2 separate regions of the Gossypium hirsutum genome follow, and region 2 is linked to region 1. The links are chromatin contacts, called in public Hi-C maps. All regions are on one chromosome and are shown on one strand. The core of a region is the stretch at or near the end of the contact, and the rest is flanking DNA. Distances in the headings are between cores, read along the strand shown.

Region 1 (4,924 bases), core at 2,029-4,528:
AAATATATTCATAAACATATATATATACATTATCATTATCTACTTATTTATATATATATATATTTACTATTTTCAAATTTTGTTATATATATACATAGATTTTTATTTTTTTATTTTTACTTTTATTTTTATTTATTCTCATTATTATTGTTATTGTCTTATTTGATGATTATTTATCTGTGTGTTCATTATTATTTTGAAAGGCATTGTAGTCCTATTTGTTTATTCACTTATCATTTCATGTATGATACTGATTTTTGTCCTTTTTATTTTACTTTGTTGCTATTGTTCGTATTATCTGTGCTCACATTATTGTATTCATTAACATTTTGTTATGCATATTAATATCCTTTTAAAAAAAATTCAAAGTAAGACAATGTTTTGCGTTTAGAGATTCGAGAAAACGTGCCCTAATGCGCTGGGTTTCGATTTTTCTCGTTCGACCAAATAGCCAAATATAATTTTAAAATTTTCAAAGTAAGGCAATGTTTTGCGTTTGGGAATTTGAGAAAACCTGCCCTAATGCGCTGGGTTTCGATTTTTCTCATTCGACCAAATAGCCAAATATCCTTTTAGAAATTTCAAAATAAGGCAATGTTTTGCGTTCGAAAATTCGAGAAAACGTGCCCTAATGTGCTGGGTTTCGATTTCTCCTTGGACCAAATAGCCAAATATCCTCTTAAATCTTAATCCATATCATTCGAGTTTTTTAAGGATCGTATTTTAAATCTCTTTAAAGTTTTCAGTTTTCGACATTAAGATATTAACTAATCAACTAGGTACCAATTTTTGGGCATTTCGAGGGTGCTAATCCTTCCTCGTACGTAACCGACTCCCGAACCTTTTTTTTTTGAATTTCGTGGACCAAAATCGTTGTTTTAATAAAATCGAATCGTTTATTAAAAACAACCACTTTTCGAGGTGATCCAATCACACCTTATCAAAAAGGATTGGTGGCGACTCCCGTTTTTTTGTTTTTATTTTTTAAAATCCAAGTCGACCCGTTTTATCAAAAAAATGGTGTCAATAGGGACCATAATGGTAGATTTGTGAAAGGTTTCTCAGGCCATGCATTTAGTGTGTGGTATCTTTACCTTGCTGAAATTTAGGTTATTCAAGAAGCTTTACTTTGGTTTCATAGGTAGAGTTTGGAGTCATTGATCGTTGAATCAAATTGTTTTCTTGTAGTCGATGTTTTGACAAGAAAGAGTGTTGATTTCTCTAAATTTACGTAACTTATTCAAGATGTAGTTATCTTTGATCACTCTTTGTTAATTTATCATTTTTTTAAATGAAGAGGGATGTAAATAAAGTGATTCATCATTTAGCTCGGATGACTTTATCTTATTCATCTTATTATAAGTTTGAGTTTCAGTTGAATATTTTCTTATCTGTTTTCAGTGTTAATACTTCCCCTTAGTCTCTCGAAGCTGAAATACATAGAACCGAATGCATGGAATAAACCCATTGACTTAGGGTGAGTTTGGATCGGCGGTGTATTTACCTATGGTTAGTGTAAAAACAGCGGTAGCGGTGAGATTAGATACTGTAGCGATACTGTAGTGTGAGACAAAAAGTAAGTTAAATGCACCGCACCCAATCGCCTATCCAAACCCACCCTTAGATTTAGCTTTGTCTCCCCTCTTTTGTTTTGTTTGCTCTTTTGTATAAAGTTTCAGCATTTTCCTTTATAAAAGAGAAAGAGCATCGATTTTTTGGTACAAGGAATAGCCAAATTGGAAGGTAAATGACTCTTCAAAAATCGAAACGTCTTGAATTAATAAAAGAAAAACGAAAATTATTGCATTTTTATTTCTGGAATTATTAATATTAATATTATTATTAAAAGTTTTTTAAAAAAAAAGAATGAGTCAACTAATTTTATTTTAATTTTCATCTTCTTTTTGAAATAGTATTTTATTTTTTTAGCACTGTTGGGTTATTTATAAGTAGTATACTTTTTACTCACGCTTTGTGTTGGGTTAATTATTTATTTCTTGATTAAATTATAGTGTAAAAATTTAAAGATTACAATCTATTCAAAGTTTTTGTACTCTTTGTATATTTAAAATTTAATCTTCATATTTTTATTTTTAAGAATTTAGTCTCTCTACTTATTGGATTTAAAATTTTAGGTCCATTTGTTAGCAATGTGTGTGCCATTTTGAAAAAAAAAAACTTGATATCCACATAACAAAAAAAAATAACATTGTAATGGACCTAAATATAATAAAGATTTTAACGGTGCTAAAGATTTTTAAAAATTCACATCATTATTTTAATTAGAATAAAATATTTGGGCTAGCTAATGACATTATAAAAGTTGAAGTATCAAATTATGTCAAAATTAAAGTATATATATTAAATCTCAAATTTGAATGAAATATGAAGATTAAAATAAAATTTAACCATTCTTATAATCTAAAAAGTGGAGGGATTAGAATTGAAATTTACCCATAATATTTTTATGTAAAAAAGAAAAGAAAAGGAAAAGGTGTCTATTGTGGAAGGTTTCAATAGCTTCTTTTTATATAGATTGAAAGTGTGGTTGAAGAAAGATCCTAATGTTGAAATGGTCTTCATTTTTTATTTTAATTATTTGTTTATGGTTGCAAGAAGAGATATTTTATTGGTGGCTGCCTCAAGATTTAAATGCAATATTTCTCAACACCATTGAAATGGATTAGCCTTTTATTTTAGTATATATTATAATTTTTCTGAAATTAAAAATTATTTTAAAAATATGGATTTTTGAATATTTTAAGAAAAATATGTTTAATAAATACTTTTATATTTACATAGCAATAATTTTATTACATAATTATGAAAATAATTATTGCCATACTTATCAACAATAATAATATTTTCTTTTGAATTATTATCAACAACAATAATAAAGTATCCAAAAAAAAAAATTCATGAATTGAACTTTTAAAAGAGAACTTTTAATTTCAAAGTAGTCTGTGGGTAAAATTATGAAAGAGGCTTTTTCCCTCTTTACTAAAAAACAGACAAATTAGTCCCTATACATTAGATCAAAGAGCAAATTAATTATTCTACAAAAAGTTCCTATACATCATTATGAGGTACATATGACACGCTATGTGTCACTGTTTGATTATTTTATTAACGTCAGTTTTTAATATTACAAATGGATGAAATTTTTAACAAAAAGACCAATTTACTTTTTACTGAAAAATAAATAAGATGGTAAGGAATGGGCCAAAAACAACGAATGAGGCCACAATACCCAAGTAGCTAGCTAAAAGCTGGACTCATTTGTCTTAACATCTTTCAACGCTCTCCAAAGGCCAACCACCTTTTCAACACTCCAAATATCAAAAATAAGAATGCAATTTAGTATAATTTTCATCAAACGTACTTTTCAAAGCATTCAAAATAAATATTCTTTTTATCAAACCTCAAGAGTTAAATAAAATAAAACTTGAGCTCTGGAGCAAAGTTGAATGGGACCTCAGCTTATAAGGTCAAATTATAAGGTCAAAGTTGAATGGAGCAAAGTATTCCGTATTAACTAATTTTGTTTGAAGGTGCTGATTAAATTTCATTATCGACGGATTCGGTTGATTTAAAATTTTATATTTTTTTTTATTCGGGTCAAAAAAATGAATTTAAAGTTCTGTCCAAGTTCAGTCTAGATTAAAAATATTAAATTTGAGCTTGATCCGGTCCATCCGTATTAAAATTTTTTAGATCATTTTTTATATAAAAACAAATTTTAAAAAATAATACATCAACTACACTAGAAACATTAAAATAAATGTTTCCCAATAAATTGAAAATACATTTAAAACAGTCTTTATACTTAAATAACACTAAAATAGTTGCAACTTAGTAAACAAATTGTCACACCCCAAAAATCGTGTTAGAAGAATTGGGTTTGTGAAAACCAAAAGTGGTCACGCCCCGATTTATAAAATTATCTTTGAGCATTTATAAATCGAGAGTTTGAAACGAATACCAAAATTAAGGTAATTAATAATTAATTAAAGTATTAAAATAATATAATCAGATATTACTATATTAATTAATTTAAAACAAAACTTGATTACGAGATTTAATTTGAAAATACTGTTTTAATTGAGTTAGGATCTAATTGGAAAAGGAGTAAAATAAATTAAAATATTAATAATGAAACTTGACTATGAGTGTTAATTATTGTATATAAACTAAAATAGGAATGTGTTAAAAACTATAAAGTTAAATAAGAAAAAAAATTGAGTAAATGTGTAAACTAATAAAATATATTTAAGTTGAGCTCGAAATAAATATATACAATTGAGTGACTAAATAAAGTAAGAAATAAGATATAGATTGAGTGGTTAGGTATCGGTGCCTCCTTAAAAGCTAAGATTCAAGTCACTCTTTTTTCATTTCTTTTCCTTTTAATTTTCAGCAACCTAATATAAAAATCACACTAAAATAAATATTATTTGGGATAGAACTTAACAAGAATGGGTAATAGCCTAATAGTTAACATGTCACTCTTCCCCTTGTTTACTCAAGTTTGATCCCCTTTCTTTCTTTTTTATTTCATAATTTCACCAAAAACACCCCAAAAACATATCAATATGATTAAGCATAAAGAATAAACAAGTAATGGGCAATAGCCCAATGGTTAAGGCATTAGCTCTCTTAAGTGAATAAGGATTGAGCATTTTTTCCCTTTAATTTTAATTTCAAATTTTGGCAAAATATTAGAAAAATTACAAATGCAGCTATTAGGGTTCACAAGCCCTAAGAATTGACCCAATTATTTCCTAACTAGAATTCTACCATCTTTTTATCTTTTTTTCTAATTAGAATTTCAATTTGCTCCTTTCCAAACCCAAATGGAATTCGTCCTCCATCTTTCTATTTATCTCTTTTTATTTTTTTCTCTTTTCTTTACACCATATTTTCA
Region 2 (5,572 bases), core at 534-3,033, 77 kb before region 1:
TTGTTCTTCAGCTCAGTGCTTATATTAGCCAACAAAAATTCACCTTTCTTAGTTCCAGTTGATGTGATTGCCTAAATATTTATCAAATTAAAGAACAAGAATATCAATTATATACGAAGTAAGAAGGTAGCATATAAAGAAGTAACAATGACCCCAAACCATGAATCTCTATATTAATCACAAAACCAAGCATAAAAAATATTCATGCTAACTACATCAAAAGAAATCATATGAAATATTTATAATTAGGCAAAAGCAAAATGATTTCATACATGAACATGGCAAGTCAATAATATGCAGAATTGCCGCACAAATTTTACACATAAATCTTGAAATTCAACAAACATAATAGACTAAAAGTCTATGTAAATTATGGGACACGAATAATAGGAAAGTTAAAATGTGAGTTCATTCATACAAATAAAAATAAATAAAAAGAACCAGAAATGAACAACAGAAGCCATTTCAAGAAATACAAACAAAGAGAATAAGAAGAAAACTCCCTTGAAAAACTTTTCATTGTTCTGTTCAATCAAATATGCAATAGAATTAAAATCGAAATTACGAGAACAAAAGATTCAGATAAAGACAAGGTAGTGGATGAGGTTTATTAGAGGTGAAGCAAAACTAACCTGTAAAATAAACAAGGAAAAAGAGTGAGCTGCTGATGAGTGAAACTAGTAAAAGACCAACGAGAAAACTGCTAAAGAGTTAAAAAAGAGTAGAAAGAAAAGAACAAATAAGGTTCAAAAAAATCAATCAACAAAAACGACATTAGCTAGATATTTCTTTTTTTTCATTCTTACCTTCGAGACAGGAAGATGAACGTCGTCGTCGAAAAGGGGAAGATCAAAGATGAATGTCGGTGACAGGTACTGAGAAGCGTTGTTGGCTAGCACCAAGCATTGGGTCGGAATTGCAAAGAAGGGGGAGAGGGAAGGGAAAGAGGGTTTTTCTTTGCTGGGGATGTGGAGAGGAAAAATATTGAAAAATGTCTTACAAAAAAAAAAAAAGTAAGACATTATCGTCTCCAAAATTTAACACAAAAATATGATGTTAATGTTATACATAAATCCAACCCAATTCAACCCAATGCAGCCCATAAATACCTCTAACCAGTATTATTAAAAATTCAATATGCTAATAAGATTTAACTCAAGCGGTTGGGTACAGATTATAGAACTAATTATCACTGAAATTTACTTTAAGCAAAGTAGAGAATGTTAATGACACAGTTCATTGGTAATTTTTCTTCAGGGTGTAGGATCATTGGGACCCAAAAGTAGAGCATGTTCTCACAATAAAATGAAGAATAAATACTAAAACCTTTTAATTTCATGAAGTAAATACAATAATAATATTATGGTGCCATATGGTAACCGTAGGCATGGAAAATGTGAGTTGCTCTTGCTCACACAAATATGCACTCTGAAATTCTAATGAGACCAATCGCCATACGCAATCACCTTGGCCGCCTATGAAACAAGAAAAGAAGAAATATACATATAAATTCATCCAACATGGCAAGTAAAAGAAACATCATTGTTTTCACTTTTTCTTGGATTAGGCAACTTTATCCATTTGCAATAACGACAAGCCATGGGCATGGCATCCCCATGTTGCCGTTTCTAAATTTTGAGGTATAAATGAAGTAGATAGGGATAGCTAAAGAAAACCCAGTTTCTCCACAAAGAGACAAGCAACATTGTTGAATTCCTTGACTCTACTTGCCAACTCATTTCGCATTATTGCCTTCTAAGAAGCATGCAACAAACAAGACGTGGGGCAAGGAGATTAAGAAAGGAAATATGTCAGAAACTCTAATACATCAATCTTTATCCTATGCAGAAAGAGAAGGAACAAACAAACCGCCCATGTGGATTGTCCATGCACATGGGCATGCAAAGCAAAGGATTGGATTACATTTTATTCTTTATACTCAAGAAAATAGTAAATTAATCTTTACACCTTAGATCAAATAGTAAACTAGTCCTTCATATTAAAAATTTTATCAATCTTTAATGTTAAAACTGGCATGATTGATAAAATATACAGACAGTTTACACATAGGGTGTTACGTACAACTTATATTGACATACATATATGGATCAGTTTTTAACAGTAGAAAACGATAAATTTTTTAATAAAAGACCAATTTACTATTTAATCAAATGTAAAAAAATTAATTGTTGATTTCTAAATAAATAAGACACTATACAATTAAATTTCTAATTAAAAAAACTCCATCATACTTTTATCAAAATCCAATGCATATATCAGTTCCCAAGTTTAAACAGAAGGTGTAAGCAAACTCTGACATCAGATGTGTACCATATATGTGATGGCTGATGACAATACATATTCCTCCACTTAGATGGAAACAAATAATATATATCTTTGGTGAAATTGGTGCTTACATATTTGGGTGACAATCTGACAGGTAATGTGGACCTGCTCCACTTCCCAAAGATGGATAACAGATAATGTTATTGACATTAAATTGTCATCACTTCGATATAATTTACCTTGTAATGTAGATATTATACACTACAAATGGTCCCATATTTAAACCAATTTTTTCTACTTTGCTTTCATCACATGGGCTGATCTGAATATATATTATTATAATAATCATATATACGTAAATATTTTACAAGTATTTTAATATATTAATAATTTAAATTATATAAATTTAAAACTTAACTTATATTCAATTCTTATATATTTTTAAATTTTAATATAAATTACTATTAAAATTCTGTATCTTTGAGTTCTATCATACTTGAGATTTCTCCAAATTTATATAAACTTAAATTTATCATATGCAAGCTTTATTAGAATATATTTTATATTTAAATTTGATTATATTTTGTATATACTTGCAAAAATTTCTTTAAAAACAAATAAATGACTAGGTCTGGACTCTTACCTTGGTTAGTCTTTTCTGAACTATCAAAAAAATTTAAAAATTAAAATAATATTTAGTTCTTGAATTTGATTTTTTTATTTATATTAGTTTCAAATTTTGACAAATTTTTTTATTTGATCCTTGAACTCAGATTTTTTAAAGTATGATGATATAATACTCCAAAATTATATCACATCATTGTCTAAAAATTTTAAAAATATAAACAATACAAAATATTAAAAATTAGAAAAGAAATTAATTTGTTTTAAGTTTTTACATCATTATCAATCCTACTTTTAATTTGAAAATTCTACCAAGAGTCAAGATAAATAAATAAAAATAAAAGAAGAAACATAAAAAATTGTAATTTATCTCAAATAAGAAAAAAAAGTGCTTTCCTAATTTTATTGGTTAATTTGTCCATTTCTGTTTCTTTTTTTTTACTGAATTGTCTCACATCAGCTTACATCGGATTAACTAATTTTGAGTTTTGCCTTTCAAATGATTAAATGAATCGTAAACTGTTGACCAAACTAATAAGAAAACCTTTTTCACAAATTAAACTAACACTTTGTGGGTATTTCTTTAGTTGTTCCTACTTGATATTGATTTTGTGGGTACATTTCATGTATTTATGAAGACTAATATTCAAGGTGTTTGTTATTATTTGATATATTAGGAATGAAGTTTTTAAATTTTGCAATTGGATTTAATTGATATTTTAAAAAAATAAAAATTAAATAAATAAAGCATATGATTATTTCTTTAAGTTCAAGAGCATAAGGTTATTTTTAATGTTTGAAATTAATTTCTTTTATTTATCTTTAAAAATATAATGTGCTTCATTTATCATTACATCTAACATTTTTGATGATATGAACAACGATTTACAGTTATAGATATCTAAAACAATTGTACCAATGGATTAAATATTTCATTAAAAAATATGAGATTCTTGAGGGTTTTGGAGATTGAATGTGACAATGTGGATAGGTACTACCCATAGTTCTTCTTCAACTCATAAATAAGAGGATAATACGCTTCAATGCATCCAAACCTACGTCCTCCTACATTGGTAACAATATCCATGCCAATTGAGTCAAGACTTAATCGACAATATATCTAACCTTTTAACCAATTGATTTTATGTTGACGTGAACGTTAACATAAAAAAAATAATATAATAAAAATTTTGCTGATTTGGACAAACACATTTAAAAAATACTTTTATCTTTTACTTTAATACATACAAAAATGTTATTAACTACAGAATATCAAAGTGCTTGTTTAATCTATCAAATTGAAATGCATATCAAGATCAAGCTGCTAAAATATTTTTTATCAACCTTTAGAAGCTAATATTCAAAAGTCATTGTTTAAAACAGTGTTGTTTGGTTGAGATTTGAGATATGAAAGTGAAAGGCTCTCGACTATTGAATATGATATTTCCTTTTCTAATTTAATAGATTAAATTTTTTATACCTTTTATAGCTCTCATAAATGAGCAATTGTGGAAGTAAATGTTGTCGCGAAGGCATTAAATTCAATCTCACCAATGTTTTACCAATTTTGAAAATGATCATATAAGAATACATCTAGACAATTGTTTGGAAATATGTTCATATTGTAATAAATATATAACTGTTTTCTATTTATTTAAACGATGAATAAGTAATAATGTTGATTTTATATTTCATTATTATATCTTTTATATTTTGCATGCATAGCGAAATTGTGCAAGTAAATATTAACTTATTGATTGTCTAAGCTCAAACTGAAGACAAGTTGCATTGTAAAAACGTTTACAGTGCGAGAAAGGCAACTTACTTCAGTAAATAATCTAAAAATAAGCTTGTAATCATATAAAAGAATCGAAGTGAGCATTTGATTCAAACACTGATAAGGATTATTATGTTGTCTACAATTCCAATTGGGGAGATGGCTAGTCTTGGCTATCGGATCAGTTAACTCCACGAGTAGAGACAAAGATGTATTCATTGATAGAACGATACATTGGATTGGACCCACGATGAATTAATTCTGAATCCGTTTGTGAATTAATTCACTTGTGACGTTCATGGTGTAATTTACCTAAATCTTTAGTTAGTCACTGACCATGCATATGCAGCTTATGTGTTTTGATATTAGTGGATGCTTATGCTCTAAAGATGATCGAGCCCATAACCGATATGTTGGGTACATGACTTGTATATGGCATGACTCTACTAGCAACAATGGAATTTGTAGCTCAATTAAAGAGTTAATGATATCCTCTCATTGACATTGTGTGGATTGATAAATATAGAACGTGACCACGGGTTGCTTGTTCTCGAACTAGCAATTTATCACAGTCATTTGTTGACAATGATCATATTAATCATTAAGAAGACACAATGGTGACAATAAGATAAAATAGGGTTGTATTGAGTGAACGAATTTAACTCAAATGAATCAAAGATATCATATGAGGGTAACACACACATGATGAGATCATTGAACAAAGTAGTTGGTTGAATTGCTTTTGTAAAGAGTATACAATAAGGAGCTATCAATCATAATATTTCTTGTGGATTGACTTCATAATTAAGTAAGTACGAATTATTGAAACGATGCTTATGGAGATAATTACAATTACTACAGCCTAATTGTATATGTTCGATTAGT

Evidence for each region. Hi-C and Micro-C count contacts between places; a contact is called where the count stands out from the background.
Region 2: a contact with region 1 is called in a Hi-C map of leaf, with 2.2 times the contacts expected there. The contact joins the promoter of LOC107901356 here to the enhancer-like site in region 1.

What each region holds. Positions count from the first base shown.
Region 1 is chrD06:7,647,980-7,652,903 of Gossypium_hirsutum_v2.1, reverse strand. No RefSeq gene overlaps it. Among protein-coding and RNA genes, the nearest start is that of LOC121218371, 11 kb to the left of the region's middle. Within about 2 kb of position 3,278, at least 2 of the 9 cell types and tissues checked have an H3K27ac peak or open chromatin away from gene starts, as enhancers often do. A contact at or near this core is called in leaf, where this site is marked.
Region 2 is chrD06:7,723,041-7,728,612 of Gossypium_hirsutum_v2.1, reverse strand. LOC107901356 reads right to left here and starts at 1,783. Exons shown (of 3, transcript XR_005914450.1): 1 at 807-1,783; 2 at 633-703; 3 at 1-71.